Linked DNA regions of Mus musculus: all the other regions are linked to region 1. The links are chromatin contacts, called in public Hi-C maps. All regions are on one chromosome and are shown on one strand. The core of a region is the stretch at or near the end of the contact, and the rest is flanking DNA. Distances in the headings are between cores, read along the strand shown. Region 1 has its middle 140 kb from the start of Nt5c1b. Region 2 has its middle 100 kb from the start of Gm22845. Region 3 has its middle 26 kb from the start of Gm22845.

Region 1 (2,893 bases), core at 116-2,615:
GCAAAATAGTAAAATGAGAAAAATCGCTCCCCAGCCCAGCAAACTATTCCAATGGCTCCTCAAATGACAGATTGTAACAATGTAGAAGTCAATTGCTGAGCTTTTTTTTTTTCCTTTCATCTCTTTGCCAGTTAACACCATTCTCTTCATTGTTTTTCAGTCTCTGAATGAATAAGTTGGGTTAGCTAGCCTGAACTCAGGAACCCTTTATCTTGGTTTAGTGTCCTGCCCTGCCTGTCCTTAAACTAAGTGTATATATAGCCTTTGCCAGATTACATTGTTTTAGGTATTCTTTTAATTATAAATTGTATAAATAATCACTGGCCTTATGTGATATCCTTTGAAAAGAAATATATTATTTAAACTAGATAATGTCACATAGAGGAGAAGGACCTAACAAATGTTTACTGATTGATTTTCTAAGCACTGTATGATTGTAATTGTAGCATTGATAATCATTCATGCTTGTGGTAACTCAGCGCTGCCCAGCATCTTTGTAGAAGACTGGTTTCTTATTCATGTAGTCAAATACCTTAAAGTTCATAGGCAAGTGGCCATGAAGCCTATTTTGTTTAAAGCACTATGACCTTCCAACCTTCAGACCCAGAAGGAATTCCTGTGTAGCAAGCCATATAATGTGTTGCTTCTGAGGCTCTTAGGCCAGTGTGTCTGGGAAAGCTTCAGGCTGGAAGTATTGAGGAGTATTAATGTGCAGACGTAGGATCTGTCAGGAATACGAGCTGTGGTGCAACACAAACCACCTGCAAAGCTTGTGATGTTTTTTGAAACAGAGTGCCGGAAAGAAGGGGCCCAAGGCCAAGAAAGGAAAATGGAGCTGCAGATTGGTGTGCAGCTCAAAGCACAGGCAGGGTAAGGAAGCTGCTCTTGTACTTCTATACCCTCCCCACCCCCAGCTGCTGTTCTGGGTGTCACATTTTCGTGACTGATGGACCATGTCAGGCTGAGGCATACTGGATTTCTATGCACATAAGAAAGGGAACAGAAAAGGTCAATGTCTTCAGTAAAACTTAGAGGATGATTTTACACCAGCAGCGACTCTCCCATAACGTTTAAAGCAGATTCTAATAAGTGGTTTCCAAATAGTAACAAAGCCGTGCAATGAGTTGCCAGGACATAAGCTGGGTGCCCCTTAGACCTTGGGAACTGTAAATCTCGAAAGAAGGCAGATAGTCTCCCCAATTAGGGTGCTAAGATTAGCAATCTCTTTCCTGAGTTTGCCAAAAAACACAAAGATGCTGATACAGAATTGGTAGCAGATCCACTAAAAACAGGCAGCCATGTGTCCATTAGTGTATGTCTGTGCTTCTGTGGTTAGGAGGCATGCAGCTGAGTGATGGGCCGTGCTATTTGTATCTCTGACATCATCAGTGCCTCTGAGGGAGTCCTTGCTAAAGCATGTCTCGTAGTCTAGTTGTTGCTCTTCAGAGCCATGATTTAGAACTACTTTTTCGTTTTGTTTTTTTCTAATCCTAAGTTTTTCTATGTAAGCCTTGCCTGAAACAAACACATAGCTTCAAAAGAATATAAAAGTAACGGTCTGTATAGGCATCAGTGGCAAAATCCTGGAGCCAGGAAATGCGCTTTGCAAAACTTCAAGGAAAAAAAAAAAAGATTTGCTGAGTGACTAGTGATCCTAAGAAAAGTTTCACTCCAGTGGCACAGGAGTAAGTATAGCAGTGTCTGGAGTGTTGGGACACCTCGGACATTAACCAGACCAGCTTTCCCACCTACTGCGTCATCAACATACTTTCTCCCAACACTCTGACATTTCCTCCCATCTCTCCTCACCTCCATCAGGCCCCCATGTTCTGTCCCTCACAAAGTCTGTCCCACCTGGCTTCTTGTCTTGGCTGATGAAAATCTACAGAGGCAGGAGAGAAGGAGCTGGATGTGATGCGGGCTGCAGATTACACGGGGATGAAAAGCACAGACGCAGATCCCATGACTGGTGAGAAGAGTCCACAAGAGAAGTAACTGCAGAGTAATTAGCAGAAGACTGTGTGCGCTGGTACATGGATGTGCTAAAGTGCTCCTACCGACTTTACTCTTTAACTTTGTTAATTTTAGGCAGGGTTCCTAAATTGGTCTTGCTATATAGCCAAGGATAACCAGTCTGAACTGATTATCCTCCTGTCTCCAATTCTCTAGCCCTGTGGTTACAGACAATAATTATGATACCTGGTTCTTGTGATACATGAATGAGAATACTCAATAACCACAAATATAAGATTTGGATTTTTAAGTCCCTAGTTTCTGATTTCAAATATTGCATTTTTTCCATTTGACCCCATTTTTGCTTACATGGATACAAAGATCCAAAACCCATAACACAGAACATAATATTTATTTACATTCTGAAATAATGTGCTGCTTATTGTTTTCAACAATTGTTTGAAACAACTTGGTTTTCAGTCAGTCCATGTGTGTTACAGGTGGCCTTTTGATTAAACAGGCACAAAAGAAGTTTGAAGAGATCACATTTTCTTGGAAAGCCATGAGAGTGAAGAAGACGTATGATTTTTGAAGAATGGTCTTTTTAAATAGCCTTCTATTATTTTACACAATGGAAGAATGAAAGCTAAGATACATGTGATTTAAAATTACTGTTCACTGTTATTTTTAGGGTTTTATGTTGTAGGATAGTTAGCAGGTTAGGACTAGGGCTCTTGCCTAGCAATAACTACTCATATGATGGCCATACTGTCAAGTACTGATTGCTTTTGGATGTCAGTTTCCATAATTTAAAAATGAAAGGTTATGACTAAATTAGTTCAAAGTAACAGTTATGAGCCTCATTGAGTATTCTTTTTGTATTACTGAAAATAGGTTCTTTTCTCATACAAAACATCCCAAACACAGTTTCTCCTCCATC
Region 2 (2,893 bases), core at 172-2,671, 470 kb after region 1:
GGATAGGATACAGAACCTTGAATGTTACCTCCTTCATCCATTTTTAATTCTCCCATCTCATCCTTCTTTTACCCCCAAGCTTAAACCTAACATTGTCAACAAGTTTTCCCTTCCCTTAAGTCTGGAGGTTTAATGAACCCACTCCTTCTTGAAGTATCTGTAGGAATTGATCTGTAAAAATCCACTAACTACAAGCACTAAAATGTGACCTGGATAGCTGATCTTTTACCAGTTAAAGTAAGGCTATTTCCTGTTTTAGATGAGTGATACTGTGTGTGATCCTTTAACAGACTACATCCTGAGGCATGCCAACCATTTTACAAAAGGAGCCCCTGTTCATCCTTTGCAGCTCTGGTACTCTACTCGGTTCTCAGTCCTGCTTACATGTTTGAAATAGTGACAATTGTCCTTCTGGCTGTGAGTTTGTCTCCTCTCTTGTTCTCCCTCAATTCCTTTCTTGATAGTTCTTCAGCCCTTATATCATTCTGTAACAAGCTTTTGTGCCATACTGTTTCAGGAAAAAAAGACTTGAGCATGCCTGTGAAGGCTCCATGCCATGGAGCAAACCTCTTCTGGAGTAGTCTCATCATGCTTATAATAATGCAGTGCCCAAGTAACTTCCTTAACAGCAACAACAAGAATTGCTAAATTTAGTTTACCATTTATAATGAGACCAGGCATAATTATGCACACCTATATTCCCTGCACTAAGTATAGGGAAGATGACCAGAATTTCAAGGCTACCCTCAGCTACACAGTAAGTTTGAGGCAAGCCTTGGCAACATAAATTATCTCAAAAAATAAATAAATAAACTGGAAAGATTGTGGGTTACGTTGCCTGATGTATTGTTTGAGCTGAGTCTGGGCTGAGCATTTGTTATTCTGGCATCCTAGAGGCCGAGGCAGGAAACTCAGAAGCTCAGATCAAGCCTGGGGGTAGCAAGAACCCATCTCAGAAAAACAAAAAGAAAGGGGCAGGTGGAAGACAAAAAGGAGGAACAGCAGAAGTTCACGTCAAAACTTTTAATAGGCAGAGTGATGTCAGCCATGAGCAGCTACCCAACATCCCTAAGTTATGGCAATGAACCACACACACCGAAGTGACTCACTACATAGCTATTAAACATAACCCAAGGCAATGGGAACACTGATGCCCTAAAATGAAAGAGTGAATAGGATAGACCTCCAAGAAGACTGCTGGTGGAATTCTTACCCTAGGCAGAGATTCTTCCCTTAAATATATGAGCCTCTCCCCTTCACAACAAAGCATGAAGCATTTGCTGCTGTCCTTGAACCATGTTCTGAGTTTTACATGATGAAAAGCATGTCTGATGCTTTGCTGGGCTCTGTAATGTGGAAGCCTGCTGATGCAAAAAGAAGCTACTCTGCTGACTGCCCTATTACTGATAGTGCTCAGTGACTAGGCATCCCCACAGGAGCTCCATGGGAAGAGCTGAGTTCCATTCAGCTGCAGAAGCATTTTGCATGACGTCTTTGCATGGGTTTGGAAGAAGTCAACCAGCTGTGGGTGATTCAGTTGCCCACACTGGGGCAGATGTAGAGAAATGTCCCCTAGGAACAGCCAGATACAAGATCATCGGATAGGTTTCTCTCTCCAAAGTTACTGTCATTCCACAAAAACAGCTGTGTTACTTCCTGGCAGTCATCACTGTTCACACATTCCAAACTCTAAACAGCAACTTGCTACTCTTCTTTGCTCCCTTTTCCACAGGCACCCCAGACAGGCCTCATGTATAAGCTATAGATTCATCTATCCATTCATTCCTGTTACACTTATTTATAAAATGGCTTCTATGCACCTGCATAGTTGTCCATTATGGTAATGGGAATTAGATAAGTATTGCCTTCTCCGTTTCACTACCGACCAAAAGAAACAGAGTAGTTAAATTACTTAACAAAAGCCACACAGGTCACAAAGGAAAAAAGCTAGATTCAAATTAATACTTTCTGAAGCTAAAATCAATACTCTTTTTATTATTCACATCTGGGCTTAACAAGTTTGCAATTATCCTTATTAATTAATGAATGTTAATAATACATATATATCACAGGCCTCATGTAGGGACGACGTCTATGGTTGTATGTATAACTTTTAAAACTTTATACTTATTTTACTGTTTTCAAATGCAAATGTATTCTTTTCATTTATACATTTGTCAGTTGCCATTTCATATTTCACCAGTTAATTTATACACCTAACATTTCTGTCACCGTCTCTCATTCACCTTTGTAGGCATGATCCTCCTTGTGACTCTTCTTTCCAAGACTAATAAGCACTGATAGTCCCTGCTACAGGTTTTGTCCCACAAAATAGGCTCAGAGCCTTAGTAGTGGCAACCCGCACACACTAACAATTTAGGCACATTTAAGGGTTCTTTCAAGCTCCATGCAGCATCAATCTGGAACTTGGTTAAAAAACAAACAAACAAACAACAACAACAAACGCAACCTGTGGTTACAAATAACACTTGGGAAAGGGCTGGGTTCCTAGTAAATTACAGTTGGAAATTATGCAGGTGGCATATTTGAATCTTTGTTTCAATCAGTTTTGACGTGAACCTGGGAATAAGTGGCTATTCCCCAGCCTGATCATCTGGCCTACAATCTAGTGGTTTTAGATATATGTAGTTTGCAGTGTCCAATAAAAACAAGGGCTTAAAATGGAAGACCTTGATACATAATAGTGTTAGAGCACTCTCTGTTCCAGTAAAGACAGAAGAAAGAATTCTTCTTAACACTGAAGAACGTGATGACATGTTAGGTCTCACACTGAATTCATGAAAACAGAACTTTTTACAAAGACTGAAAACATTACTTGAAGTCCTTTTCCAAGAACAAATGCTAGCATTTCACAACAGGTGAGTCTTAGAAA
Region 3 (2,893 bases), core at 218-2,717, 390 kb after region 1:
TAGTTCTGTGAAACTTAAGTTTAATTTTCTGTAAGGAAAAAATATAACTTTCGAACTATAACCATGACACTAAGGTCAGTAATTTCACAGTGGGAAGACTCCCCAGGAGACTTCTTTACAGAGAAGTTTTCTGTTTGTCCTTGGACATGGAAGGATCTATCTATTCCTCACTTCTGTTTTATCATTCTCAGTGTTTCTCTCTCAGCCAAACCCCAGAGGATGCTTGATATTCCCTGGCAGTCTTTATTCCTCTGAAAATGCATTTTTAAAATCGCCTTTTTGGAGAATTCAAGTAAACTTGAATTATGGTCACAAAGTCTTAAGTAGATGGCTCTGAATTAACACAAGACTGCACTGCCTGCTAATGGCATCTTGGGGGCATTGAGTCTAACTCTTCTTGTATTGGCAATGCGCATTCTGTATTAGTAAAACCAGAAACATCTGAGAGGAAATGACTGTGCAACAAGGGTTCCCAGTGTGCGCCACGGATCTGACATAATAAGTTCTGGTCCCAACTTTGTCTGTTGAGCTAGAAAGCTTGTCAGAGGCCATCAGCTTGCTCTGGATTATTTAATGGCCACCCTCCCTGGTAAAGTTCATGCTGCCCTCTGTGGCACTGAGAGCCACCGACACCAAAGGATTTGGTTTCATGTACTTGAACTTGAGTGACACAAATATTTCAGTGGTGAATCAGTCCTGGAAAGAGAAGGAGAGTAGTTAGGGAGTGTTTATAGAAGACATTTCATCATTGCTAGTCAAACATGTCTCACTGTTGGTTCAGGAGGCTCTGGTATTTTCCTTCTTTGAAGGGGATGCTAAGAAAGCCAATAGCTTCCAGCCTGTAGTTCTGCTCCGAGAAAGAGCAATGGCCATTTGCACACAGGGAACCCCAGGACTAGTTGCTTTGGAATGTTGAAAATGTTGGGGAAATAATTGTATGTTTTTCCTCTGGGTGGGGGGACACAAAAGCTGTTGGGTGCAAGTAAAGTAGAACTAAAGCTGCTTCTAGAGTTGGAGCAGTGAAGGGAGCCGCTCCCTCTGCCTCATAGCCTGGAAAAAGTCAGTGTGAAGACTATCAGAACCTCAGTAATAATGGTCAGAAAACTTGGTTGAAAAACGAGAAGGTTGATTCTTTTGGCATGGGTCATCATAACTTGGACCATATCTCAAGCATTTGTGGACCCAGTGAAGCAATTCATGAAACCTCAACCCTCAGATGAAGATGGGATGGTACCAGTGCCCAACACTTAGGAAGTGTGCAGTCCTTCTGGAGGTGTGGCATTATGAATGACAAGGAGATTCAAGAAGACTGCCCTTAGGAAAAAACCTAGCCAAGCCACACCAGGAAGCACAAACCAAATTAAATATTTTAAGAAAATAAACAAAGCTACTGAGTCAAGCATACATAGCAAGAAAATGGGAAAAGATTGTTTGAGACCCAAGGTTTGAATATCATGAAGCCACATATGTGATGAGCCAGCCCAAAGGAATGAGAATCCTGCAGCTGTGTGTACCCTGAGGCTGTTCTCTCCAGAGCTCCCCCGGAAAGGAGACTTGTGATCCTGCTAGGGCAGCTAATTATACTCTGTTCTTTTCGCCAATGTGAGCATGGCTTGGCTGAGAGTCTCAATCCTGTCTATCGATTGAATTGTTCATATTGTGAACATTTTACTATAAGGCTTCCCAATTTGCTTGCAGGAACTTTAGAGACTGTCTGTTACAACAGAATTTTTTTATAATCAAAACTCAGCCACACAAATATTCCATCTTAAAATTTTCAGAAGTCTGGAAGTAAATAAGTTTATTTCAACACTTTGAATTTAGCAGGATTTAAACTTTATGAAAAAAGATATAAAGTGGGCCCATGTGAGGGTTAAGAATTGATTGTAATGAAGAGAGAAAGAGTCCACTGCACACCAACTGCTGGTAGGAAATAGAGCCTCGGTGGAACTGAGTTCCGATTCTGGTTATAGCTGCTTTAATCTACCCACAAGGTTTTGAACCAATTACCCTTGCCACAACAGAAGGTCCTTCACTAAGAATGATATACTGCCATAACTTTGGCACGTATGAGGGGTCAGTAAGACACATGTTTGCTGTACGAAATCTGTTCAACTTGGTTATAAAACTTTTGTCAAGAATATTACCATATCTGATTACAAATTACTATTGGAACCAAATATCAAAAACTGTGTGTTAAGAATAAGTATACTTTTACATTCCCTGGATGAAGCTCACAAGATTTTCTTCCTTTTTTTCTCTCCCTTTTAAAATTTATTTTTATATACTTTAGTTTTCCTTTATTTTCACAATTTCACCTATGGATACATTCATATGGATACATTCCATACTGACTACTCCCCCCTCCTACCTCCATGCCACCTCTGCCCCACCTACCTTCCCACATGTCTCACTCTTATATTTGTGTCTTTTTTTTTTTTTGACCCACCAAGATTTGTAAGAGCCATCTGTGTGAACACAGGCTTGAAGTTATTTGTCAGAACCTGGTGTGGTAGGCTCAGAAGACAGTACAAAACTACAAACATCTCCCTATTTTTTAATTTCTTTTCTTTTTATTTTATTTTTTTATATTCCAGTCATTTCTTCCCTCTTGGTTCACCCTACACCTTTCTTCAAAAGGCTGTCACCACCTCCTGTCCCTGCCAGACCTTCCCACCCCACGGGGCCTCAAGTCTCTCTAGGATTAGGAGCATCTTCTCCCACTGAGGTCAGACCAGGCAGTCCTCTGCTCTTTATGTGTCACAGCTTCCAAGCAGCTCTTGTATGCTGCCTGGTTGGTAGCTCAGTGTCTGAGAGATTTCAGGGGTTCAGATTAGTGGAGACTGCTGCTGGTCTTCCTATGCAGTTGCTCTCCTCCTCAGCTTCTTCCAGC

The links. A called contact is a pair of places that touch in the nucleus more often than the background predicts.
Region 2: a Hi-C map of the C2C12 cell line shows a contact between it and region 1, with 4 times the contacts expected there. The contact joins two enhancer-like sites. A contact is called at or near these places in 1 of 15 datasets of contacts at CTCF or cohesin (the NIH/3T3 cell line) and 7 of 484 Hi-C or Micro-C datasets (the 3T3-L1 cell line, the C2C12 cell line, beige adipocytes and 3 more).
Region 3: a contact with region 1 is called in a Hi-C map of the C2C12 cell line, with 2.0 times the contacts expected there. The contact joins two enhancer-like sites. A contact is called at or near these places in 1 of 15 datasets of contacts at CTCF or cohesin (the NIH/3T3 cell line), 16 of 484 Hi-C or Micro-C datasets (the 3T3-L1 cell line, the C2C12 cell line, the HL-1 cell line and 7 more) and 1 of 115 datasets of contacts at active chromatin or transcription factors (fibro-adipogenic progenitors).

What each region holds. Positions count from the first base shown.
Region 1 is chr12:10,229,798-10,232,690 of GRCm38.p6, reverse strand. No RefSeq gene overlaps it. Among named protein-coding and RNA genes, the nearest start is that of Nt5c1b, 140 kb to the left of the region's middle. Within about 2 kb of position 1,365, at least 27 of the 459 cell types and tissues checked have an H3K27ac peak or open chromatin away from gene starts, as enhancers often do. A contact at or near this core is called in the C2C12 cell line, muscle stem cells and myocytes, where this site is marked.
Region 2 is chr12:9,761,254-9,764,146 of GRCm38.p6, reverse strand. No RefSeq gene overlaps it. Among named protein-coding and RNA genes, the nearest start is that of Gm22845, 100 kb to the left of the region's middle. Within about 2 kb of position 1,421, at least 9 of the 459 cell types and tissues checked have an H3K27ac peak or open chromatin away from gene starts, as enhancers often do. A contact at or near this core is called in the C2C12 cell line, where this site is marked.
Region 3 is chr12:9,837,960-9,840,852 of GRCm38.p6, reverse strand. No RefSeq gene overlaps it. Among named protein-coding and RNA genes, the nearest start is that of Gm22845, 26 kb to the left of the region's middle. Within about 2 kb of position 1,467, at least 62 of the 459 cell types and tissues checked have an H3K27ac peak or open chromatin away from gene starts, as enhancers often do. A contact at or near this core is called in the C2C12 cell line, muscle stem cells and myocytes, where this site is marked.